Linked DNA regions of Mus musculus: all the other regions are linked to region 4. The links are chromatin contacts, called in public promoter capture Hi-C maps. All regions are on one chromosome and are shown on one strand. The core of a region is the stretch at or near the end of the contact, and the rest is flanking DNA. Distances in the headings are between cores, read along the strand shown. Region 1 holds the start of Dpp3 (dipeptidylpeptidase 3). Region 2 holds the start of Bbs1 (Bardet-Biedl syndrome 1 (human)). Region 3 holds the start of Ap5b1 (adaptor-related protein complex 5, beta 1 subunit). Region 4 holds the start of Rps6ka4 (ribosomal protein S6 kinase, polypeptide 4). Region 5 holds the start of Brms1 (breast cancer metastasis-suppressor 1). Region 6 holds the start of Efemp2 (epidermal growth factor-containing fibulin-like extracellular matrix protein 2). Region 7 holds the start of Yif1a (Yip1 interacting factor homolog A (S. cerevisiae)).

The links. Promoter capture Hi-C pulls out the DNA fragments that hold promoters and counts their contacts.
Region 1: a promoter capture Hi-C map of liver shows a contact between it and region 4, with 5 times the contacts expected there. A contact is called at or near these places in 2 of 39 promoter capture datasets (both in liver).
Region 2: a contact with region 4 is called in a promoter capture Hi-C map of liver, with 7 times the contacts expected there. A contact is called at or near these places in 1 of 39 promoter capture datasets (liver) and 1 of 9 other capture datasets (liver).
Region 3: a contact with region 4 is called in a promoter capture Hi-C map of liver, with 3 times the contacts expected there. A contact is called at or near these places in 3 of 39 promoter capture datasets (hippocampal neurons and liver).
Region 5: a promoter capture Hi-C map of liver shows a contact between it and region 4, with 4 times the contacts expected there. A contact is called at or near these places in 2 of 39 promoter capture datasets (both in liver).
Region 6: a promoter capture Hi-C map of pre-B cells shows a contact between it and region 4, with 4 times the contacts expected there. A contact is called at or near these places in 2 of 39 promoter capture datasets (hippocampal neurons and pre-B cells) and 1 of 130 datasets of targeted methods (pancreatic cancer cells).
Region 7: a promoter capture Hi-C map of liver shows a contact between it and region 4, with 4 times the contacts expected there. A contact is called at or near these places in 2 of 39 promoter capture datasets (both in liver) and 1 of 130 datasets of targeted methods (pancreatic cancer cells).

What each region holds. Positions count from the first base shown.
Region 1 is chr19:4,926,955-4,930,274 of GRCm38.p6, forward strand. Dpp3 (dipeptidylpeptidase 3) reads right to left here and starts at 1,333. Exons shown (of 18, transcript NM_133803.2): 1 at 1,266-1,333; 2 at 1-105. The coding sequence starts at 100. It also overlaps a transcript of Peli3 not described here.
Region 2 is chr19:4,904,389-4,907,965 of GRCm38.p6, forward strand. It overlaps Bbs1 (Bardet-Biedl syndrome 1 (human)), which reads right to left and starts at 2,239. Exons shown (of 17, transcript NM_001033128.3): 1 at 2,168-2,239; 2 at 1,754-1,830; 3 at 1,597-1,631. The coding sequence starts at 2,214. It overlaps Dpp3 (dipeptidylpeptidase 3), which reads right to left. Exons shown (of 18, transcript NM_133803.2): 18 at 2,841-3,409. The coding sequence ends at 3,234.
Region 3 is chr19:5,565,988-5,569,368 of GRCm38.p6, forward strand. Ap5b1 (adaptor-related protein complex 5, beta 1 subunit) reads left to right here and starts at 2,037. Exons shown (of 3, transcript NM_001362046.1): 1 at 2,037-2,096; 2 at 2,453-2,620; 3 at 2,717-3,381. The coding sequence starts at 2,471.
Region 4 is chr19:6,838,590-6,842,106 of GRCm38.p6, forward strand. It overlaps Rps6ka4 (ribosomal protein S6 kinase, polypeptide 4), which reads right to left and starts at 2,038. Exons shown (of 18, transcript NM_019924.2): 1 at 1,904-2,038; 2 at 1,745-1,816; 3 at 871-1,089; 4 at 663-778. The coding sequence starts at 1,958.
Region 5 is chr19:5,040,057-5,043,542 of GRCm38.p6, forward strand. It overlaps Brms1 (breast cancer metastasis-suppressor 1), which reads left to right and starts at 1,307. Exons shown (of 10, transcript NM_134155.3): 1 at 1,307-1,434. It overlaps B4gat1 (beta-1,4-glucuronyltransferase 1), which reads left to right. Exons shown (of 2, transcript NM_175383.2): 2 at 251-1,078. The coding sequence ends at 442.
Region 6 is chr19:5,473,298-5,476,750 of GRCm38.p6, forward strand. Efemp2 (epidermal growth factor-containing fibulin-like extracellular matrix protein 2) reads left to right here and starts at 1,393. Exons shown (of 11, transcript NM_021474.3): 1 at 1,393-1,477; 2 at 1,764-1,881; 3 at 2,111-2,159; 4 at 2,769-2,975. The coding sequence starts at 1,771.
Region 7 is chr19:5,086,912-5,090,046 of GRCm38.p6, forward strand. Yif1a (Yip1 interacting factor homolog A (S. cerevisiae)) reads left to right here and starts at 1,627. Exons shown (of 8, transcript NM_026553.4): 1 at 1,627-1,837; 2 at 2,508-2,719; 3 at 2,861-2,965; 4 at 3,093-3,135. The coding sequence starts at 1,807.

The sequences.
Region 1 (3,320 bases), core at 83-2,582, 1.9 Mb before region 4:
CATAGAGGCGCTCTGTGGGTGACAGCAGGCGGAATGCCTCCCTGCAGTCCAGGCTAGACACACCAATGTCATTGGGCAGGATGTACTGGGTATCTGCCATGAGCCCTGCAAGAACACATCACAGTCATCTCAGAGAGCGCAGCATCTTCGCGGCTGCTCTGAAAGCTCATGAGCTAACTAACTTCTTCCATCCAGAAGTCCAGGAGGGAGTAATCCAGTCGCATCCATTCACCTGAAATGCTGGGATTCAAAGACTCAAATACTTGCGGGCCAGCTTTGGCCTGTGGCCTCTCAGACTTAAAATCTGAATCCAATCACTTCATATTACAGATGAGGACACTAAGGCCCAGGATGCCAAGTGTACGAAGGAAGAACCGGCAGAACACAGCCTCATTACTAGACTCCCAGCCCCAGCCACTCCCTGCCTCATCTCCACCTTCTCAGATGTCCTAGTCTCTGTTCAGAATTTCCCAACACCTCTAGCTCATCACAACTGCTGACAAAGGCTTCATGCTGGATATCCACCCCACCGTCCCAACCCCGCTCCACCAAAAGGTCTAAAACCCAGGGCAGCCGCTTCACCTCCCTGCACTGCTCTTTGCTCCTCTGCAACACTGACTGTGAGTATGACACCAAGCTCAACAGCTGGGTATGAAATCCAGGACAGGGATGTGACCCAGTTGGTAGAGTTTGTCTAACCAACAACCAGGCCCAGGGTCAGATTCCAAGGTCAGTCTGGGGTACATAAAACCTTGTCAAAAAATAAATCAAAAACAGCAATGATATTTTGTCCCAGCTTTTCCCTCCTAGCATCTGCCCCAGTCTCATGTCTTTCTTCAGCCCTTCACTATCCTGTTTTCTTCTGTTGCTCTGTTGGGAAGCCATATAAGGGCACAACCCATTTTCCAGATAGGAACCATATGACATTTGGAAAGCAAGCAACTTATCCAAAGCTTTTCAGCTCAGTTGGGACCCAAGGAATTCCGAACCCACCACATTCTCCACGCTCCGCCCCTGGCTAAGGACACGTTTCCACCCTCTGTACTCCTTATTTGCGCGGCTCCGCCCCATCTACCCCTTCGCTCGGAAAGAGGTGTTAACTCTTTACTGCCTGGAAATTCTCCTTGCCCAAAAGCTGGGAGAGATTTGGAAGAGGCACTGAAGGGTGGACAGAAAGGGGATGATCTTGCATGCACAGCCAGGCCTCGCTCTGATCTCCTGAAGATGACACACCGTGACCCCAAAACCAAGGCGCTGTACCTCACCTGCTGCAGCTGCTCCGTTCGCAAACTCACTTCCTGCTTCCGGCTCCCCGCCCCATTCATTGGGACACAAGCCCCGCCCCTACCGACCCGTAGTCGCCCCAGGGATCAGACGGACAGCAGCTACAGCCAGTAGAAGAACCGAAGACAGTTCCTCCCCTCATCTTCTCCCCGCCCCCAAGCGCTACGGGTGGTGCCTGCCTTGCAAGGACCGCGAGGCCTTGGCCTTTTGTCTGCTGGCCCTCACTGCACAGAGGCGTGGCGTAGGGCGATGTTTGGTGAAAAAGTTTGAGTTTCTCAGTACCCCGCGTGGCTGCTGTCGGGTACCGACAGAGGGGACTGACAAGGTCCCCAAACGTGAGAGTTCCTATACATCGGGAGCCTCCACACATGTAGCTGGGAGCCTGCTCTCTTTGGGGTTTCACCTCCAGTGTCCCTACCCTGGATTTGGCAGTTAGGAACCTCCACTTAGAGAAGACTATAATAATGTGGACCCCCTCCTCCCTGGATTTAGGATTTGGAGATGCTATTTGGAGACTACGAAGCTCTTACAAAGAGTGTATGTAGGCTGTGCGAATAGTAGTCCCATCCACCAGTAGTCCCAGGGGTGCAGAAAAATGCTACAGGTGCTCCACTGGGTCGCCATGGAAGCCATCCTTAAAACATTGGGAACCCCAGTTTCCTCAACGCACTTGAAGTCGAGGCCAGCTAGTAGCTGGCACTTTCTTAGTGTGACCACTTGCCAGCTAGAATAGAAAAGCGGTCTCCAGTGACATTGACTGGAGGGCAGCCCAGGATGCAGACAAGCATGTTGTTTACTCTTGGTAGTCAGGGAGGAGTCTTTCTGGGTGACCCATGGCTCTTGCAAGTACTTGCTGACCAGATGTGGTAAGCACTGCAAAGAGCTGGGGCCTGACTTAGGCTGTCTAGGGTTCAATCAGATGTCTGTCTCCTACCAGCTGTGTGACTTTAGATAGCTCACTTCTCTTACTCTGGAACACTGTCAGCTTTACTTCAGGACTAAGTCTACCCAAGGGATGGGCAGCCATCAAGAGGTAGTGCTGTCCCCTAGAGTTGTGTAGGAGGTAGTGTTTCGGGACTGAAATCCAACACACCTTCCTTACCTTGCCTATTTAGAGGGGCCAGAGCAACCATGTGCTTAAGGCCAGCCTTGTCACCACAGCGCTAGTAGCTCTTGGTTCTGATTGGTGAGTGTCATTATAAGGGGGAATTCTGTAAAAATGTGTCCCGAGGAAAGTCCTCTTCTTTCCTTTTGCCTGTTCTCATTGTTTCTAGACGAGGTATAAAGTTGTCTGACTGAGACCCAGTTGAAATGTAAGTGTAACCAGATAGGAAAATAAGGGCTATCCATAGCCACCAAGGGCAAATTCAGGCAAGTGAAGGATCCCAGGGCCCAAGACCCCCAACCAAGCTGCATGGTGTCGTGTTATAACCGCAGTCAACAGGAGTGCATGTTAAATGAAGTCCTTTACCAGCGGCTTGCCATATAGAATTTCATTTAATTCTTGCAAAAACCCTGAGATAACATATCACTGTTGTACCAATTGCACAGGTGAGAGGACCTTTGATTTTATAAGACCTTCCACTATACAGTTTCCACTCCTGCAGCAACACACACACAACACACATTTTCTCTCTCTCTCTCTCTCCTTCTCTTTCTCCTCTCTCTTTTTCACACACACATTCTCTCTCTCCTTCTTTCTCTCACTCACACATATTCTCTCTTCCCCCCACCTCTCTCTCACACGCACACACACACACACCCCACATTCTGTTTTAATGGGTCATGGCTTTTCTGTACGTTTGCATCCATCTGGTAATGAAAATACTTTTTGTTTTTGTTTGTTTGAGACAGGGTCTTGCCATGTAGCCCAGGCTAGCATTGAACACAGCCCTCCTTCCTTAAAGCCTACCAAAACGCTGGAATTACCAGCACATGCCACCATGCTTGGCTTTAGAGATTGTCATTCCATTGAACAATCCTGGAATCTGAAGCTCCGAGCTCTGGCTTCTACCACCAGCCTGAGTTCTTCCTAG
Region 2 (3,577 bases), core at 989-3,488, 1.9 Mb before region 4:
ACATTAGCAGCCTCTATGGTCACCAGCCTCGTGATGATCTATGACCTCACTTCCCTGAGCTCTGTTTCCCTCCACACTCTAAATTACATATATGTATATGTGTGTGGGGACATCCATGCCGCAGCACGTGTGTGGAGACCAGAGGGCAACTTCCGGGAGTTGGTTCTTTCCTGCTATCCTGTTCATCCACGGGACTGCATTCAGGTCATCAAGCAAGCATCTTTACCTAATGATACTCCAGTGCCTATTCCCAGTCAAGATAGTTTCCCTTACACCAAAGAATCATATTCACCTCGGCAGCACATATACTAAATCGTGAATGATATAGAGAAGATTATTAACATGGTCTCTACTCAAAGATGACACACAGGAACTGGGCAAGCCTTTAATTCCAGCACATGGGAGGCAGAGGCAGGGAGAATTTCTGTGAGTTGGAGGCCATCCTGGGGCCTGGACTATGTATTGAGTTTCAGAACAGCCAAGACTACTACAGAGAAAAACTTTGACTAAAAAAAAAAAAAAAGAAAAGAAAAGGTTTGTGAATCATTTCCTATTTAAAGCCTATTATTTTGTATTATAAACTGAAAAGTTAAGCAATAATGATTAGACATAAAGAACTGGGACCTGCAGTGGGTAAAGGTGCGCACCACCATGTCTGATGACCTAACCTCAGTTGCTGGGACCTACATGACAGGAGAGAACCGACTCTCAAAGGTTGTCACCGGACCTCCACACTGCATGCATCCTTCCAACACTAGATAAATTCATTTTGATGCTGTGTTTTGGGATGCAGATTGCTCTGTTTGTTAGTTCGCTTTTGTTTTTTTGTTTTTGATGCAGTTTCACTAAGCAGACCTGGCTGGCCTTGGACTTCACAGGTCACCCTCAAACTCATGGATCGCCCTGTTTCTATTGCCCAAGTGCTGTGATTAGAGGCAGGCACTACCACTCCTGGCCCTCAAATTATTTTTTAGAAAATCATATGTCAGCAGGGCAGTGGTGAGGCATGCCTTTAATCCCAGCACTTGGGAAGCAGAGGTAGGCAGATTTCTGAGTTTGAGGCCAGCCTGGTCTACAGAGTGAGTTCCAGGATAGCCAGGGCTACACAGAGAAACCCTGTCTTGAAAAACAAACAAACAAAGACAAAAAAAAGAGAGAGAGAGAGAGAAAATCGTATGTCTTGGTACTATAAATCCACAACATCTTGCTGTTTAACCTCTGCAGATCATGTTATAAAATTAATGTTCACTTTCCAAATTACTAAGAAATTCTGGGGTTAGAGAGATGGCTCAGCAGTGAAGATCACTGGCTGTCCTTCCAGAGGATCCTGGTTCAAACTCCAGCACCTACACGGCAGCTCTCAACTGTCTGTAAATCCTGTTGCAAGGGATCTGAAACCTTACACAAGCACACACACAAGCAAAGCACCAACGCACACAAAATAAAAATACATCGTTAAAAGAAAGAAGTTGCAACGAAGTGTGCCTTTTTAGTACTGATGAGTTCCAGAGTATGTTGAGCCTCTTTGCAAATCTCACTTCTGAGTGTCACACACACACACACACACACACACCACTCAACTTTCTGATTGCCTACCTTGTACTCCCCATCGCCATGCAAATCTGCCAGTGCTAGAAAACACAAAAGGGTCGAAAAGGAGTCTCAGAATCTCAAAGATTTCTCCATGAAACCGTTCCCTGTTCCTCCCATCCTCCTAGAATCTGGGTGTCCCTAGATATGTCTAGAGACTCACACAGGCAGGAGGAGAAGGTGTGGATGTTGGCCATGGGGTCGTAGTGTGCGTCCAGCCATTTAGAATTGGCTTCGTTGCTGAGAGGGAAAAAAGATAGTTGGAAAGTGAGCCCCATGACGAAATAAATAAATAAATAAATAAATAAATAAATAAATAAAATCTCTAAGCGAGATGACGCCTGAAACAGAGCACGAACATCGAAAGGATAATACCAAGTCTAGATCTGAGCTCAATTGGCGCCCGGAGTGACCAGCCAATCACATACAGATACTTCTTGGCCATCAGCTTTCTTCTGATTTCTAAAGGGCCCTCCCAGAACTTCCACCGCTGCTCGAAAGCAAGAGCCCAGAACCCGCTACCAAGCACCATCTATTCATCTGAGGGAAAGGAAGCGGTGAGGATCCGGGACTTAACCTCTCAGCTCGCCCGCTGTCAGAATCCGATGAAGACGCCGCAGCCATTTTCCCAGGCGTCGCCTTGGCAACCAGCTCAGCCATCGCGCAACACCCAATAGAATCCGGGCATCCGAAAGCACAGGAACAAAGGTTCCGGGGTAAAATTGTCCCGGCTGGGACCAAATAAGCACTGGTTTCCTTGTCCTATGCAATGTTGACTTATGGTTTCTGCATTAAAGACAGGGGCCTGGGCTTTGAGGCCTGGGGAGGAGCGCTTTTTAGGGATTAAGACTAGACTGAGAAACAAATTAATGGGTGAGGATCTCATGTTAGTGTGTTACGGTTCTTTGGCTCCGGAAACATTTGAAAGTACAAGAGTGCTTGCTGCTCTTGCAGAGGACCCTGGACTGCTCAGCACCCACATGGCAGCTCACAATTCTGTAACCGTAGTTCCAGGGCATCTGATGGGGTCTTCTGGTCTCTGCTACCACCACCACACCCATGAAGAAAATGCACACGAACACACAAATCTTAAGAAATATGTCACAAAGAAGAGCTCCGGAACACGTTGTGAGTTTGTGCATTCCTTTGGAAATGATATTCAAAATCTTATTGTGGATTGGAAGCCTAAAGTGATGTAGTGTGCCCTCCCCTGGCTTTGAACTGGAAGAGAAAGAAACATACACTGCAGAGATGGTGGTCGTCATATTTATTTTTCTGGCTATAAAAGTAATACACGAAGAGCGCTGGATTTGGTGAGAATGCTTTGAGCCCTGGCTCTGTCACATGCCACCTGCCGGGTCTAGAACAGTCACTTCTCAGAATTGCCACCTTCCCATGTGGAAAACCGGACTAGGCACCCTGTTGAGCTCCGGCCATAGATGGCAGTGCAGATCCAGAAACTGAGGACATACGGTAAACTGCAAAGTGCTGACAAATGGAAGGGGTTCGCATCACCACCCTCAGCTGAGGTAGCACCAAAGTCCAAGCTCCTGCCCCTCCCTCCCCTGACTCCTAATCACACACAACTCAGAGCTACTGACAGCCCTGGTTTGACAAAGAGGGGAGAGACCACACAGATCTTCTCAAGCCTGGCCAGGTGGGGCCTCCTGGGCCTGGTTCCTCCAGAATCGGGCATCTGCTGCAGCCAGCTGGATAAGAACCTCCTCCAACTCGGGCCCATCCTCGGGAAACCGCTCACAGAAGGAGCGGATGAGACCAGCGGCTGAGGCCTCATACTCCACAAGTTGTACTTCTGAGCCTGGGGGATGGAGAGAAAACAGCAGCACAGAAAGATGTAGTTAGGGGCGGCGAGTTCTGAGCGAGCTCCGGCACAAACTGTCAATGTTCAGGATAGTTATCTAATTACCTACATCAGAATAACCCTGCCAGGAAGGCAGAATTACATGGGGGGAGACTTAGACTTAAA
Region 3 (3,381 bases), core at 787-3,286, 1.3 Mb before region 4:
AGAGGAGTGGAAATGCAGAAGAGGAGGAACTAGGTGAGGGCAAACAGGTCACTCTCTCAAGAGGGCCTCATGAGGAGCTGAAGGCACCTCTTGTCTGCCCCGTCTGTTGCCAGGACAAAGCAAACATTGCCTCTCCTAAGAGGATACTTGGGCAGGCAGATGAGAACAGGGCCCATTCATGAACTTGGACATCAGGAGCGCGAGGGCAGCAGACGGAGCATGTAGCAGAAGCCCAGTCCTCCTTACAGAGGCCCTGGAGTTTTGTACAAGTGACTCTACCTTCTCTGGGCTCCTGAAAGCCCATGGGAGACAGATACCCACCCTTAGCACCCAGGGTTGGCTACGAGCCCTAGTGAGTTCAGGAAGACACATCCATCTATCACACACAGTTCTGGAAACCACACATGCCACCTCAAAGAACCAAAGCCCAGGGAGGCTGGAGGCTGGCAGAGGCTACAGCATCAGAAGCTTGGGACACAGCCAGAGTTGGACTCCCTGACCCCTGGAAGCCCCTCCCCTCAACTGTAACAGGGTTTAATAATCCTTTCTGGCTACCGAGAGCTGGGACACCAGACCTGCAGTTATCAGCGCCCTCTGGGCCTCAGACAGGGCAACCAGACAGGCTCCTACTCCAACCTGCCTTCCCAGCCCAGGGCTGCTCTCACCCTGGCCTCTTTCATCTTGGGCCTAATTAGCCGGGCGCCCCACCCCAAAGCTTCTTAAACAGGAGTCATCACTCCCAATTTATAGATGGGGAAACTGAGGCACCTAGAGGGAAGTGGTTTAGAGCTGTCGCCTGTGAGTCAGCTGTGGAGCCAGAGCCCAGAAGAGCAGAGACCAGGTCTTCTAGCTCCCCGTGCCTCCCCCAACGCCCCCATGTCTCCATTCTCTCTTCTTCTACCCTTGTTCTGGGGGCCCAGGCAGTCTTCTTTTTAGGACCCTACCTCACCACTCTCATCTGCAGCCAGGTCAGGATAAGGGGCTAGGAAGGAACTTGGGCCACCCAAAGGGACAAAGACAAAGAAATAGCCAGAGGCTAGCAATGGGGGCTCAGGTGTTTCATCTTCAAAGTGGCTAGCAGGAGGCTTTATAGGACGGTGAGTATGAGATTTGGACGACAGAAGGTCTGAGCCCCTGAAACTAGCGGGCCAGTGAGCACCCACAGCCTGGGACTCGCCAACAAGCCCAGATACAGTCCTCTGGACTCTAGTAGGTAGCGTGTGTACTACTTGGCCAGAAGTCTGGCAGCCCGGCCGTTGTCTTCTCAAGCCTTGGTTTCTCGGTTCATATTAGGTGTGTTACGAGCTGAGTGACCCTCCAGGCCCCGCCAACACGCACACCTAGAGTCAGGATCCCGTTGTGTTTCGGCTTCGCTGCGTCTTAAGGTCCCGCCCTGCTCGCTCTACTCTAGCGCGCCCGACCCCTGTAGGCAATCCGTGCGACTTCGGGCAAAGGTCAGCAGCTACCATCCGGCTGCGACCCTGGCCCCGGGTCCTCGCCTCCAAGCAGAGCGAGGTGGTCCCCCCCAGCACCCCCGACGCCAGGTCAGCGTTGAGGACGCCAAGCCAAGCCCTGCGGCGCCGGTTCGACCGGTCCCGCAGTGACCCACGCCTTGCTCTTCCTGCTCTGCCCTGGGACTGCGCCTCGCGCGCCACCCAGCGGCCGCCCGAAGACCCGCATTCAAGCAGCCGGGCCAAGCGCGCAGTCACCGGGCCCGGGCGGGAGGACTGGGGGACGCGCTGGCCGCCTTCCCGATCTGCCCAAGCCGCTGTTCTGCTCCAGGGCCTGGGAACGCAGTTCCATCGGGGAGCGGACCGGGAGCCCGGCCCACCAAACCCCGCCCCTGCCCGTGCCTGCGGCAGTTTCGGGGCAGGGGGCCTGCACGGCGAGACAGTTACTCAGACCTGGCGAAACCGGCGAGTCGGCACCTGCCGGCCTGGCGGGCGTGGCAGGCGGAGGCTCCGTTACGCCCCGCCCCCGGGCTCGCCCCGTCCCGGCCGCCCACGCGCCGAGCGCCGCGCCCCGCCCCGGCCCGCGCCGCCAGCCTGCCAGCCCGGAAGGAGCCGACCGAGCGCCCGCGGCAGCTGACTCAAGCGGTGAGAGAGGCCGACCCGTTACCACGGGCGCCAGGGGCGCGAGCGACGCTGTGGTTTCGATGCCCTTCGTAGGCGGGAGGCTTAATGAGCTCTCCGCACGCACCTTCTGGGCACCCCCACCCCGATCCTGCGGGTCCTATCCTGCAGGGGCCCGGGCTGTTGCTTCCGGCATTATCTCCGAAGCCTCCAGAGTTCATCTCGGGACCTAGGCATTGGGGGGCGGGGAGGGGTCTGCAAGACGGCCCTAGGGTAACAGCAGCCCCTCGGGAAGGTGGAGGACCTGGGCGCCCTCTAGTGGCCGTAAAGGCCTGCGCGTCGTCCTCGCCTCGGTGTCTGATGCTCTCTTCCCTTTACAGAGAAGTGGATGACTGACCATGGGGCCCCTAGGTCGAGAAGCCTGGGCCCAGCGCCTGGGGGCCTTCCGAGCCAGCCCATCCGCCTTTCTGGCAGGTGCCGAAGGTGAGGATTTGGGTCGCGACCTGTTGAGTGACCTAAGGAGTGAAAAGCTAAGCGAGCAGACCAAGGTAGGTCCTGCCCGTGTGCCCTGCCGTGGTCCATATGGTTGCTTCATACTACCGCATGCTGAACTCAACGAGTTCCTCTTAAATCCCCCATCTCAGGTTTCCTTACTGACACTGAGCTTGGAGTACTCTGATAAACTTTGGCCTGATGCACCTGCCGCGGAGGCTGCTGCCACTTCCCTGTTGGACACGCTTGTCCTCCTGCCCACAAGACCTTCAGCTCTCCGGAGGCTCCTGTTGTTGGCAGCCACTACAGCCCTGGTGTCAGGAGATGCTCTCGGACCCACTTCGGGAGCTTCCTGCCGGCTTCTGCCCTTACTTCTTGGCTTAGCTTCAGGCCGAGACTTGGGACGAAGCTTTGGAACCCCTTCAGAACAGCGCCATCTACAGGCCACAGCCTGTGAATGCCTTGGAGAACTTGAGCGCTGTAAGCCTGGGCTGCTGGCCGGCGCCCTGGGGATGCTGCGGAGCCTCCCAGGGCAAACAGGTCCCATCCAGCCTGTCAGCCTGCTTCTGGCCCTTGTTCTACACGACACCTTGGTGGTACAGTCCAGGTCTGGGGCTGGCCTGCAAGGCCTGCTGGTGGCTGAGGACTTCTCCACTGGGAGTTGTCCCTGGGACTGGACCCTGGCTGAGGAATGGGATGCCCATCTTAAGCCCCAGGGGCCCAGCTGGCCCACAGCTGGGGAGGAGGAGCGTGGCTTTCCGGTTCTAGAGCCCAGCCCCGAGGACGCCCGAGAGCTGAAGGCTGCCGTGGCCCAGCT
Region 4 (3,517 bases), core at 788-3,287:
GTCCCCAGCACCCCATGAAACCAGGAGTGATCAACAAGCCTGAACTCTCAAAGAGACAAGGGCTGCAGGATTCGAAGTTCAAGGTCATCTTGACTACACAGGGATCTGAAGGCCAGCTTGGGCTACATGAGATGGCTACAGGAAGAGTTAAACAGGGGACCATCGAGAGGGCTCAGCAGAGAGAGTGCCGGCAATCTGAGATGGATCTCAGAACCCATGCAAAGGTGGAAGGATATTGTTAATGTCACAGAATCTGACCCACACATGTGCTCTGGCACATATGCACATACACACACCACACATGCACAAAATAAAAGCAAGTAAGAAGGGACTCAAGAAGGGCCACCAAAGGTACCCTGCATTGAGAAGTCCTGTGCACAGGCCCCAAGGCGCCCAGGAGTGTGAACAAAAAGCCCCATTTCAGAGGTCTTGGTAACTGAGGTCTGAGGTCACCACTTAAGGAAGTCCGATGAAGGTTAGCCTAGGTTCCTGTTGGAGGAAAGCCCCTTCCAGAAGGTTCTGGAGCAGAAGACCCTTCCAGGTAGTGCTGTCTCAAGCAGTTCTTTCAAGGTCCCCGCCCAGGCCACCCCTGAAACAGGAAGCCCCTCATTAGGTTCAGGGCAGTCCCAGGAGAGCAGCCAAAAGGCAGGGCCGTCTCTTACCTTGTGCAGGTGTTCCAGGGCCAGCACAATCTCGCCCCCATACACTCGAACCTCAGCCTCCTTGAAGTACTGGCGCTGGTAGAGGTGAGTGAACATCTCACCACCGCTCACGTAGTCTGGGAGTGAGGAGACGTTGAAATGTTTCCCTACAAGGTAGCCTAATCTAACTCCCGTCCCTCTCCAAAGCTGAGATGTGACAGGCCCTCACCCAGGATGAGGTGCAGCTTGGCATCCGTCTGGAAGGCGTAGTGCAGTGTGACCAGGAAGGGTGCTTGGCGAACCAGCTCCAGCACCGAGCGTTCGGTGCGGGTATGCTCCTGTGTCTTCGCGCGCTGCACCAACGCCGCCTTGCGTAGCACCTTCATGGCATAGAGCTTGCCCGCGTCGTGCCCACCCGTCTTCCGCACCAGGAACACCTTCCCATAGGCTGTGGGAGCAGCAAGCAAGCGGTTGGAAGGTGGGCTGTAAGTGCGAGGGCGGTGCAGACTGGTGGGAAGGGGGGTGCAAAAGGCTGACAGAGCCTTCTAAGGAGAAGGTGAGCCCTCCCTGGAGGGTGCTCGGTTAAGCCTGAAAAGCAATTTGCAGTGCAAACTAGCCTGGGGAGCTTGCAACTCCAGAAGGCCTGCGGGGCGGGGAAGGGGCGGGGCACGTGCAAACCTGGGATGATCAAGAGAGCTGAGAAAAGATGAAAACGCTGGCACCGGAGGCAGAGGCGCGCTCCCAGTCAGCGGAGGGATGTGCAAACCCGGACTGGGGAATTTGCAAAATACAAGAGTGGGGCTCGCAAGGGAAGATGGGGAGAGAAGCTGTGCAAAGCTCTTGGGAGGGAGTCAAAACCCCAAAGAGGCTAGGAAATCGCGGCAGGGGGCACGCACGCATAGGACTTTGCAGAGAAGAGTCCTGTCAACGTGGACGCCCGGCAAGTAGGCTCGGAACCCTGGTACGGTAGGGCGGGGCGGGCAAGGGGAGCTATGCCGGGAAAGGGTGGGGGGACCTCCCCAGCAACCAGGCCCAGGCCCAGGTCCAGGCGAGTGGGCGGGCAGAAGGCCCAAAGCACCATGCCAGTGAAAGCGGTTTCTCACCTCCCGTGCCCAGCACCTTGAGCAGCGCGAAGTTCTCCACGCTCACCTTCTCCTCATGCCCGGTGAGGTTGGCTGCGGACACAGGGGGGCGAGTGAGCCCAGAGGGTCGCTGACTCTTGCCACCCGTCCGGGAGAGCCGCCTCGGGATCCGGCACCCACCTTCGGTGATCTGCAGCTCCACGGCGCAGCCCTCGTCCTCATCCTCGTCTCCCATGGCGGGCGGGTCGCTGGGGCCCGCGCGGCTGGGGCTACGGGCGGCGCCGGTTACATGGCGGCTCCGGCCGGGGCGGGTGCTTCCTGGTGCCGCCTCTGGGGCCGAGCGGGCGCCGGCACCGCCTCCCGGCTCCCAGCCCGCCCCGTGCGGCCTGAGTCAGGCGGCTGGAACGTGACGGAGCGGGGCTGCGGGTGGGAAGCATCAGACGGTGGCAGGGTCTCCTGGCCCCGGGACCAGTGAGAGCCGTGCAGGGCCTTTGGGTGACATGTGGCTGCAGCTGGAGTAAGCCTCCTAGCCAGGTGTCTGTCCAGCAGGATATGGAGGACACTAGAGGTCTGTGTCCCAGGATTTGAGGAGGGCTGCCCACCCAGGCTGATGGAGCCCTCCCTCCCACGTGGCAGCCTTGCCTCTTCTGCTCCTCTTAGCCAACAGACACAAATCACAGCCCACTTCCTTCTTTAGGACCACTCGTTACACTCGTTAAGCTCAGCAAATACACTGGAGATCTTTATATTCCCTGGACACAGGAGCCCTAGGCTCTTGATGCTGGGCCGGCAATGGGCATCCTGAGAGTACACTTCAGAAACAGGAAGCCACTTTACATGGGTAAAGTTGCTTTTGCCCCAAAGGAGACCAACTGAGTTGGATGCCTAGTTCCCTCCCACATGGTAAAAAGAAAGAACCGACTTCCACAAGCTGCCCTTAGATCTAAGTGCCTGCACCTACATACAATGCAAACATATGGCATAATATAAAATAAATGTAATTTCAAAAAGAATTAAAGAGGGAGCCTGCAGGGCTGATTGCACAAGGACCCCACTCCACCTTTCCCAGGGAGCCCCACCCTCCCTGGGGCAGCCTCGGGTGCCCTGACTCACATCCTGCCACCCAGCCTAATTGTCCCTGTATTCGTTTGCTTCTTTGTTGCTGTGATAAAACGTTCTGACTTAAAGCAGCTTGGGGAAGGGGCAGTTATTTGGTTTGCAGGCTACAGTCCATAACTGAGGGAAGTCAAGGCAGAAACTCAAGGCTGGAACCTGGAGATCAGAACTGAAGCAGAGACCATGGAGGAGCACTGCTTATGATGAGGAGCACTGCTTATGAGGAGCACTGCTTACTGACTTTCATCCCTTGACTTTTTCAGCTAGCTTTATTACATAACCCAAGCCCATCTAGCTAGGGATGTATCACCCACAGTGACTTAGGCCTTCCTATAATCAATTTGCAATCAAGAAAATGCCTCCACAAATATGCCCATGGGCTAATCTGCTGGAAGCAGTCTCTCAGCTGTGAGGTTCCCTCTACCTAGGTGTCTAGTTTGACAAAAGAACTATGACATTTCACCCCGTCAGCTCGTCTGTGTTAAAGCATAGCCTTTCCTTTCTTATTTGTCCTTAAGGTCTCATGCTAGCATCCCAATATTTTAAGAAGGTAGCATACACCTTTAATCCCAGCACTCAGAAGGCAGAGGTAAGTGGACCTCTGAGTTCGAGGCCAGCCTGGTCTACAGAGTGAGTTCCAGGAGAACCAGGGCTACACAGAGAAACCCTGTCTCAAAA
Region 5 (3,486 bases), core at 57-2,556, 1.8 Mb before region 4:
AGGACTAAGACTGGAGGCGTGTCAGGGGTGAAGTGGCCATTGGTGGAAAGGAGGCAGTGAAGCAAGAAGAAAGTGGTTGGATGATGGAGAATTGAGGACAGTGGAGTGGAACTTTAGGGATGATCATGTGGGCCCTGGGGATATCATTAAGTTATTGTGATTAAATCACTGTGACCTCTCCCTGTCTCTCTCCCTCTCTTCCCTCTCCCCTCCTCTATCTCTCCCTCCCCCCCCCCCGCCCCTTTTCCAGGCTTGTGAGCTGCACGTGGCAGGGTTTAATTTTGAGGTGCTGAACGAAGGTTTTCTGGTTCATAAGGGATTCAAGGAGGCATTGAAGTTCCATCCCCAAAAGGAGGCTGAAAACCAGCGCAATAAGATCCTTTACCGCCAGTTCAAACAGGAGTTGAAGGCTAGGTACCCCAACTCTCCCCACCGATGCTGAGTCCTTGTCTTCCATGGTCTGAGAATTGTCAGTATCTGGCTCCAGGCCTGACTGGGGTAAGAAACATGCCTCCACTTTACAGAGGTAGCTATGGGTTTGGAACACTGGACTTGACTATGGGGTGCTGGGAGTCAAGTCTCAGCTTTACCACTAACTAGCTGTGTGGCCTTGAGCAAATACTATTACTTCTCTGAGCCTCCGTTACGCCGTCTGTAAAAAGGGAGGTGAAAATACCTACCTCACAGAACTGTTGGCTCAGATGAGACGCTGTATGTGTAAACATCCTGTAAACTTCGTACAAATGTGAAGTATTATTAATATTGCTACAGTGTTATTATGATATTGTTACTATTAACCATGTTGGGTGGATAGCGGCAGAGCAAAAAGTTTGAATGGGCTAGAGGTGGGAAGCTTGAGTGTTTAATAAAATGAGGCTTTTGGAAAGAAAGATGAAAACGTAGAATGTAGTGCTAAGAACGTTTCCCGTTCTCTCATGCCTTCGCCCTCCGCCCTCCGAGATCCCTGAAGGAGGAAAGAGATAAAGGTTAAAGTCCCAGATCTGTGCCCTCCAGTAGGTTGGGCTGCTCATTTGCCTTCGGATGACATTATGTAAATAAACGAATGTCACACCCACAGCTGGCTCTGTTACTCTCCTAAGCCGAGGGGTGGTGGGCCGGAGCACCGTGTTAGACGGCGGTGGACCCAAGGACACCGACCACAATGCTAGGACAGGCTGAAGGCCTGGGTTACTGGGGGCCAGTTGCTATGGAGACCCGTCCGCCGTATCCCGGCATGCCTGGACACCAGTGGTTCCATTGTAAGCGCCACAAATGGGCGCCTCCTGATGACGCACACGGAAGCGTCGACACCTCCTGGAGAAAGAGAATCCTGCGCAGCACTGTTCCGGAGATCAACGGCGGCGGCGTTCACACCCTGGGTCGGACAGCTCTCCGGGAGTCCTGGACGTGAGGCCGGAGGCCCCAGTGTCTGCGGTGCGTATGGCCACGCCCGGCGCTGGGTTGGGCTTTCCGGATCGGAGCTAAAGCAGAGACTTAACCGGCCCGACTCGCGCGCTGGCCTGAGAGGAGCCCGCGGTTCCGAGGGTGGATCGAGGTGGGATAGTTCCTTGCGCCGCAGAGTTTGTCCTCTGTGTCTGTAGGGAGGGGTCTGCTTTCCCTGGAGGTTTGCTGTGGAGGTGCTTATACACCGCGCGTTTACCGTGTGCCTCTTCCACTCCCTACAACCCTCAGCAATGGTATATCCCCTATTTGTACCCGGGTTAAGGAGGGACGATTGGTTGTGACTTCATTTAACGAAGTCAGGATCAGAGTCAGCTGGAGGAAGGAGATCCTTGAATTCATCCTGCGTCTTAGAAAGAGTATATACAACGGTGAAAAGGAATTGCCAGTGTGGAGGGTCTGAGGCGTGAAAAGGGGAACAGTGAGGCTGTTTTGGAGATCTGGATTTTCAGAGCAGGAGGAAATGCTACTAAACTCTCCTGCAGGTCCGGCGCTATAATTACTTGCATGGGTGTGAAGGAGCGTTACTCCAAGTAGGGTTGCCAAGAAGGAAAAGCCAGTTTCTATACTGCAAAAGTTTATGTTGTTTAATTTGGGTTTAGAAATTCCCAGTCATCAAGTGAGCTGGCACTGCACTGGGCGAGTAGGACAGCCTGCTGCCCTGTCCTGATGAAACACCCACATTTCACTGGGTGGTCGGACATGAGACTGGGAGAATATGAGATAAAAAACAAAGAAACCTTTAATCCCAGCACTAGGGAGGCAGAGGCAGGCAGATTTCTGAGTTCGAGGCCAGCCTGGTCTACAGAGTGAGTTCCAGGACAGCCAGGGCTACACAGAGAAACCCTGTCTCGAAAAAAACAAAACAAAAAAAAACTTCCTGGGGGAAGGAGTTATGCCTTCCCCATGGGAAAGACTTACAGAGCAGCAACCAGAGATGTAGAAATCACACCAGTGTGAACTAGAAGCATCTACATCCAAGATGACCTATTCTCTCTGGGGGCCTGGCAGTATCAATCTCTCGTTGTCTCCTTCCTTCTGAAAATACCTTCCACCCTAACTCTTGGATTTTCAATCTGTTCTGCAGAGGTTTCTCCTCCTGCCTCCTTTGTTGACCTTGGGAATTCCAACAGAGGCCCCTTCTCACAGTTCCGCCTGAAAAGTCAGACTGCACAAAGCCTAAATAACTTGCCGTATGTAGCTAGAGGAGCCTGGGTCTAGTGGAAGTTCACATGCCTGTGTCCCTGGTCCCTTTTCTCACTTCTAGGTCTTTGTACTTGTTTTTCACTCTGCCTGGAATGTTCCATCTCAGGCGGCCTGGTCCTCACCTAGTCTGTCTCCCTCTGGAAGCTGTCACTGTAGCAGCAAGCTCCAGCTCCTGTGTAGACACCTCCCATAACACCTTAATTTGACTCTCTTCACACCATTATAAAGGTCTGCTTCTTTGCGTTTCTCCCAGAAATTTGTCATTTCCTCGAGGCCAAAGGCTGTCATAGCTATACTGTAGCATCTGCCACAGTCCACGGTGACTGTTGGTGCCTGGCACACTTTAGGTGCTTAGTAAATACTGGATAAGTAGGAAGAAAGGTAGGGGAGGGGCTTAGTGTTCACTGTTTCTGAAAGGTTACCTAAGGCAAGCACTGGCAAATGTTGGTGTTTGCTACAAGGAAATTGATTCGTAATTCTGCCGCAGTGGTTTTAGTGTGAGTGCTGGGTATCCAAACACTGAAAGAGGAGGAGGTGAAAGTCAGAATAGCAAGTGTGCGCAAGGCCCAGAGAACTACAGAAAATTAACTAAACGGGGCTGTTTCATATTTCTGCATTCATTCTTTTACCTACTCATTTGGATTTGACACAGCCTCACCAGCTATTGCTAGCCTGAAACTAACTGTATATCAGGCTGGGCTTGAATTTGTAGTAATCCCCCTGCCTCCTGAATGCTAAGATAACAGGCCTGTACCACCTCACTTGGCTTTATTTTTTTATTTGTGTTTGTTTTTTCCAGAGAGATCTAGTCTAGGTGCC
Region 6 (3,453 bases), core at 143-2,642, 1.4 Mb before region 4:
AGATTTCCAGCCCTAGCATAAAGGCCAGCTATAGTGGTGATGCAGGTTTGTAACCCTTAGAGGGCCAGGGAGGTGAAGACTGGCAGACCACTCTGGCACTCTGGCCACGCAATCTAGCTAAATTAGTAATTTCCAGCGACAAACCCTGTCTTAAAACATAAGGTGAATAGGTACACACGAATATACCACATACATTACCACTCAGACAGTTAAATGAAATGAAGCAGATTTTTTTTTTTAAACGTCAAGGCAGAGCGGAGCATGGTAGTGTACACCTTTCATCCCAGAGCCTAGGAGGCAGAAACAGGCGGATCTTTGTGAGTTCGAGGCCTCATCTACTTAGTGAGTTCCAGAACAGTCAGAGTTACACAATGTGAGACCCTGTCTCAAAATGACAAAACAAAAACAAACAAACAAACAAGATGGAAAGAGGTTGGGTAAGGGAAAGTTAAGGAAGACCTGGTTATTGCCGCTAGCGGTCTGGGCCAGGCACGGGAACCCTGGACACGCAACCCTTTCCCGTCTAGGCCCGCCTTGAGACGTGGGCAACGCGAAGTCCCGCCCATTCACCCCTTCCTGGGCGCTGGAGGCACCCAGACTCCGCCTCCAAGGCATGATCTCCGCTGGGGGCGGAGGCGGAAACTGGGTGGGGGACTTGGATGGGAAGAGGCTCGGGAAAGGGCTGGCACTGGGCCCTAGTGTCCTCCGCGCCCAAGTTCAAGCTTGCCCGCCTTCCCAGGGGCTTCCATTCATTTCGAGCCAAGAATACTGCTGCCCTCTCCCCCATACTACTGTAGTTTTGCGCTGGCACGGCTTGGGGAAGCAGTACCCCAAGTAAAGAGACCACCTGGAGGCCGTGGATGTGGATGCAGAGGGAATTGGACAATTAATTTGGACAATTAATTAAGTTGGACGAGGGTCTGGAAACCTTGGATGAAGTTTTAGGATCATCTAAGTGATGATGGTTTAACACTGGATAAAATTCTGAAAGGAGTAGAATTTGAAGCTCTGAGGATTAAATGCCTAGTAGGTTCTGGGAGGCGCAGAATCGGGTTACACGGAGGTGCGAATGCACAGCATGGGATTCCGGAGGCACAGGTTAGATAGGGTCTAGGTGGGCAGAATAACATTTTGAGTGAAGGCCCGGGGTCCTTAGGTGAGTTTGGGGGCCAAGCATCAAGGTCAGTGGCCTAAGGATCCAAACTTTGGGAAACTCTGGCTGGGCGTCCGCAGGCGACTCCAGGCAGCGCCGCGGGGGACCGGGTGGGGGCCTGTGGCCGGCCGGGGCGGAGAAGCCGGGGGGTCGGGGTCCCTCCCCCTGGCGCGGGCTCAGGAATCCGCCGAAGGGCGGGCGGAGGCGCCGGGGTGGGCCGCGGCCGGCGGGCGGGCGGGGGGCGCTTCCTGGGGCCGCGCGTCCAGTGAGCTGCGCGGTCCGTCCGTCCGTCCGCCCGCCCGCAGGCACTGCTGGAGTCGACGCGTGAGTGGCCTCCAGCGGAGGGAGGGCGCGGGCCGTTTGGCGGCCGAGTCGGTGCTGCGCGGAGCGGGGAGGCCTGCGCTTCACGACTCGCGGGGCGGGGGCGGGGCGGTCCGGGATTGCGGGCCTGGGCCATAGGCCTGCGAAAGGATTCTGTCCCCAGCCCTGGAAGGTTCCAGCCTCAGCACAGTCCTGAGACGAGACAGCTGGGACCCAGGCTCCCCTTCCAGATAGAGGGAATGGGGGGTGCTGTGGCAGAAACCCCTGACTTCTGCCCACCACCTCCCAGCCTCAGGATGCTCCCTTTTGCCTCCTGCCTCCCCGGGTCTTTGCTGCTCTGGGCGTTTCTGCTGTTGCTCTTGGGAGCAGCGTCCCCACAGGATCCCGAGGAGCCGGACAGCTACACGGTGGGGACCGTGGGGTCACCAGCTTGGGATGGGATGGGAAGGACAGTGAGATCAGGATCCTGGGGAGGCTGCTTCTGGGCAAGATTCTCCCCGGCTTGGTTGGTGGAAAGCTGGAGGCCATTGTGTGGAGCTGACCCGAGCATGACTCTGAACTCTGGCCCTGGTCTTGGCCTGGCTAGTTGGTGGAGACAGCCAGGGTGGTCACTGGCCACATCGGGTTCCCTTCCAGGAATGCACAGATGGCTATGAGTGGGATGCAGACAGCCAGCACTGCCGGGGTGAGTCTCTGTCTGGGGTACTAGCCATCTTCAGGAACTGGGAAGGGGGTTGTTGTTTCCCAGGGATACCTTACCTCCCAGAGCTGCTGCAGGAACTTGATGGCCCTTTTCCCTGTCCAGCTTGGTAGCCAGCCATGCTTCCCTTGTGCCACTCAGTTAGGAGCCCTGCCCCTTCAAGAAGCTGGACAAACGGCCTCTATCCTGCAGGAGGGAAGGGAGCACCTGGCTATTGCCCAGAGAGAAGGAAATACGCACACCTTCCCTGGACTGCACTGTACCTGCCTAGCCCAGCTCTTTATCCCAATGCAGCCTGGGAGAGCCGTGCATGCCCCGTGGGTCGGCAGGCCCGCAAAATTTCTCTTGGGCAAAGGTAGAGGCAGGGATTTGAGGAGGCAGGAGAATGGAGATACCAGTGTGAAACAGGGGGCCCCACTCCCAGTCCTGCCAATCCCTGGCAGGGCTTCTGGGTCAGCAGCCTTAGTTTGCCTAGCAGAGAGAAAGTCTTGCTCTGTTGCTCAGCTTAGAGAAGGCCAAGTTGGGCATCTGCCTCCCACTACCTCCAGGGCCAGCCCAGGTGACTGGCTGTGCCCAGCAGGCCCCTCTCTGCAGATGTCAACGAGTGCCTGACCATCCCGGAGGCTTGCAAGGGTGAGATGAAATGCATCAACCACTACGGGGGTTATTTGTGTCTGCCTCGCTCTGCTGCCGTCATCAGTGATCTCCATGGTGAAGGACCTCCACCGCCAGCGGCCCATGCTCAACAACCAAACCCTTGCCCGCAGGGCTACGAGCCTGATGAACAGGAGAGCTGTGTGGGTAAGCAAGGGCTGATCGGGTGTCTGGGCTTCCACGCGGTTTATGAGTTTTTTCCCCGAGACAGGGTTTCTCTGTGGAGCCCTGGCTGTCCTGGAACTCATAGACCAGGCTGGCCTCGAACTCAGAAATCTGCCTGCCTCTGCCTCCCGAGTGCTGGGATTATAGGCGTGTGTTACCATTCCTGACTTTTTTTTTTTTTAATTTTTAAACTAATTTTGTATTTACTGTACAAAGTAATGCGTTCCATCATGGTATCATCTCCTGGCACATGTCATTCTTGTTTGTTTTCATCTTCTAGTAGCACTTTTTGGTCCTCCCTAGTTTTTGTTGTTGTTGTTTTTGTTTTTTATTTATTTTTTTGTTTTCTTTTGGGGGCGATTTTGAGACAGTTTCTGGATTTGATCCCCACCATCACAAAAACAAGAGGATCTCTGTGGGTTCCAAGCTAGTTGTGGTCTGTGTGGTAGCAGACACTTGT
Region 7 (3,135 bases), core at 377-2,876, 1.8 Mb before region 4:
TTGTAGACCTCGAACTCGTGATTTTGTAGGCTGGCCTTGAACTCGTGATCCTCCTGCCTCTGCCTCCTTCACCAAATCCTACCGGCGTACGCATCCACAACTGGCAAGATTTATTTATTTATTTTATATATACAATACACAATAGCTGTATAGATAGTTGTGAGCCATTGTGTGGTTGCTGGGACCTTCGGAGAGCAGTCAGCCAATGCTCTTAACCACTGAGCCATCTCTCCAGTCCCGATCTCCCCCCCCCCCCAAAATTAATTACATGTTAAATGTATTTGTTCTGTGTATCTCTCTCTGGGCGGGATGGTGCAAAGAGGTGCACTTTAACATAGCTCGAGTGTACAAATCGGAGGAAGATTTTTCGGAGTTGGCTCTCTTCTTCCACCGTCTGGGAATTGAATTTAGGTTCTCAGGCTTGGCAGTCTGCTGAGCCATCTCACAAGCAAGCTAACATGACTCTTAAAGGATTTGGACAAATGGATAAAAAGGGAAAGGCATATCTCCCGCATCCCAGGCGGAGGAGCAAAAGCAGCTGTTGGACAGCATGGGCTGAGTTTGGGGATCAGAAAAGTCTGACCTTATGCAACTAAACGCTGAGTAGTTAGTCAGCTGTAAGTATCCGAGGGTGTGTCATGCTATCTAGAGAATAGTACCTGACAGTCTGTGAGAGAGGGACCCTTGGAGGGATTGTCTCCAGCGACGATGGGAGTGGTTACAGCCTGGGTGGGAAGAAAAGAGCCTAGGAGACTAGGAGTGAAGCTTACGGGCCTCACTTGGAGATCACAGGACTGGTGATGACTCAGGAGACCTTCAGGAGACAGGTCACTACACCTCTGCCTCCCAAATCTCCCGGACCACTGGAGAAAGCGATGGAACAAGGCCCAGTACAGATTCCTGTCCCATGTATACCACCAGGACTTCGTATCTTCTGGGTGGTCTCAGTTTCTGTCTCCTGCCCCATGCGTGAGCGCGTGTGTGCGTGTGAGTGCGTGTGTGCATAACGTATTGAGCGCGATTCCAAACCCTCCCAGCAGAGGCCCTCGGGGATGAGCCCAGCGGCGGACTCTACAGGGCATTTTCAGCACCAGCCGACGGACAGCACCAGTTCTGAAAGGAGTGGGAGGGCGGAGGAGGAGTCAGCGTTCCAGGGCTCAGGGCCGCGCTGTCACTCTCCCGGTGCGGGCAACAACAACAATTTCTAGCAGGCCGGAGCTCCAAAACAGGATGGAGTGAATTGGAGGAAAGAGCACAGAGTAGGGGCAGGGATCAGTCAGAGCTTGACCGACCGCCGCATTCCTCTTGGACTGCATTGCGGCGGAGCCAGCTTTGTGCCCTGACTAGTTGGGTCGGTCAGGACTTTAATCTTCCTATTGGCGTAGTCGTGGCAAGGAGCGTCAAGCGCCTCTTGGCGCAGACGCGGAACTAAGTTACAACTCCTTCTCACCTATTGGCTGGTAGCGCCGCAAATTAGCCAGCCTACTAGTCAATCCGAGAACATCTTGAGTAGCTCCGCCCCCTATCTGTCGGAAGTTGAATATGACAAAACCCGATTGGAAGAGAGCTCACCAGTAGCCAATTGAAAGTGTAAAGGGGGAGAACCAGCTCTTCCGACGAGCCAATGGTAGACAGCGAAGTGTGACGCCAAGGACATGGCGGCCGCGATCGGACAGCCCTGGGACGTGTCGGGCCGTCGGGTAACTTCGGTCAGGACCAGGCAAGAGAAGTAGCTGTTTCAGTAGTGTTCGTACCCACGACTCAGCGAAGTACCCACGACCCTTGGGTAGAGCGAACGTCACGGCCATGGCTTACCATTCGGCATATGGAGTCCACGGTGCGTGAGGAGTGGGGAGGGCGGGGCGCGGCCTGGCAGCGGGGAGCCAAATACGCTGAGAGACCCACTGGTTCTGTTGGAGAGGGTCTGCAGTGACCGCTGCCCAGGGCGGGGAGAGTGTCTCTCGGGTTCCTGCCCTGCCACACTGCAGCGTGTCCTGGACTTCGCCCTTACTAGCCAGTCCTGAGATCAGGCTGCGACAGCACTACTGGGATCCTCAAGTCTAATCCTGCTTGTACCGAATTTGCCTCCAGAACTTCCTTTCCCTCTTACAACTCGGGCAGCATTCCTGACCACTGTCCAGGGACTCCGAATAGCCAATATTGCCTTTTCTACCTGTGTTAAGTCAAGGAATGTCTTTGCGGTGATTGTGCCCAAGCAAACGTCTTTTCACTCGCTAGTACTCAGAGATCATTTCCCTTGAGAGACTTCCTAGAAACCCCAAATGGGTAGCCATGTTTAGGCACACCTTTCCCACTGCATGCAGTAAATGATCCCCCACCCTGACCCCCCGAAGGATAGGAGATCGACTTTAAAACTCATCCTGCCTTTTCCTCAATTGTTCGGTGCCTTAGGACCTATGCACAGCTTCCCAGCCTGGGGAAAGGGCAGTGGTCTGGGTTCTTGCTCTGTAATTCTGTAATCTACTTTGGTCCTCTCACACCTGCAGGTTCCAAGCATAGGACCCGGGCAGCTCCAGACCCTCCTCCACTCTTCGATGATACAAGTGGTGGTTATTCCAGCCAACTGGGCGGATACCCAGCCCCAGGAGCTGATGTAGCCTTCAGTGTCAACAACCTGCTTGGAGACCCAGTGGCCAATATGGCAATGGCCTATGGCACCTCCATAGCATCCCAAGGGAAGGACATAGTGCACAAAGAGGTGTGCCCTGGGCTCCCGGGAGGAGGGAGGCAGGGCTTCTGGCCAGGGTTGGGGTGTCACAGGATCCCATCTTACTCCCCAGGCATCCTTTAGGAAGGATCACGGTAGGGCTCATCCATAGCCTCTTCTCTTTACTTCCAGCTGCACCGTTTTGTGTCCGTGAACAAACTCAAGTATTTTTTTGCTGTGGACACAGCCTATGTCGCTAAGAAGCTAGGGCTATTGGTCTTCCCATACACACATCAGGTGAGCTTCCCACCAGGAGAGCTGGCCAGCCTCTCCCCACTCGCGGATAACCTGACTGATCATCAGATCTCAACCCTCTCTCTCTTTCTCTCTGCTCCTGTTTACCCGACCACCTCGCCACGGCCAGAACTGGAAAATGCAATACAGCCATGATGTGCCTCTGCCCCCGC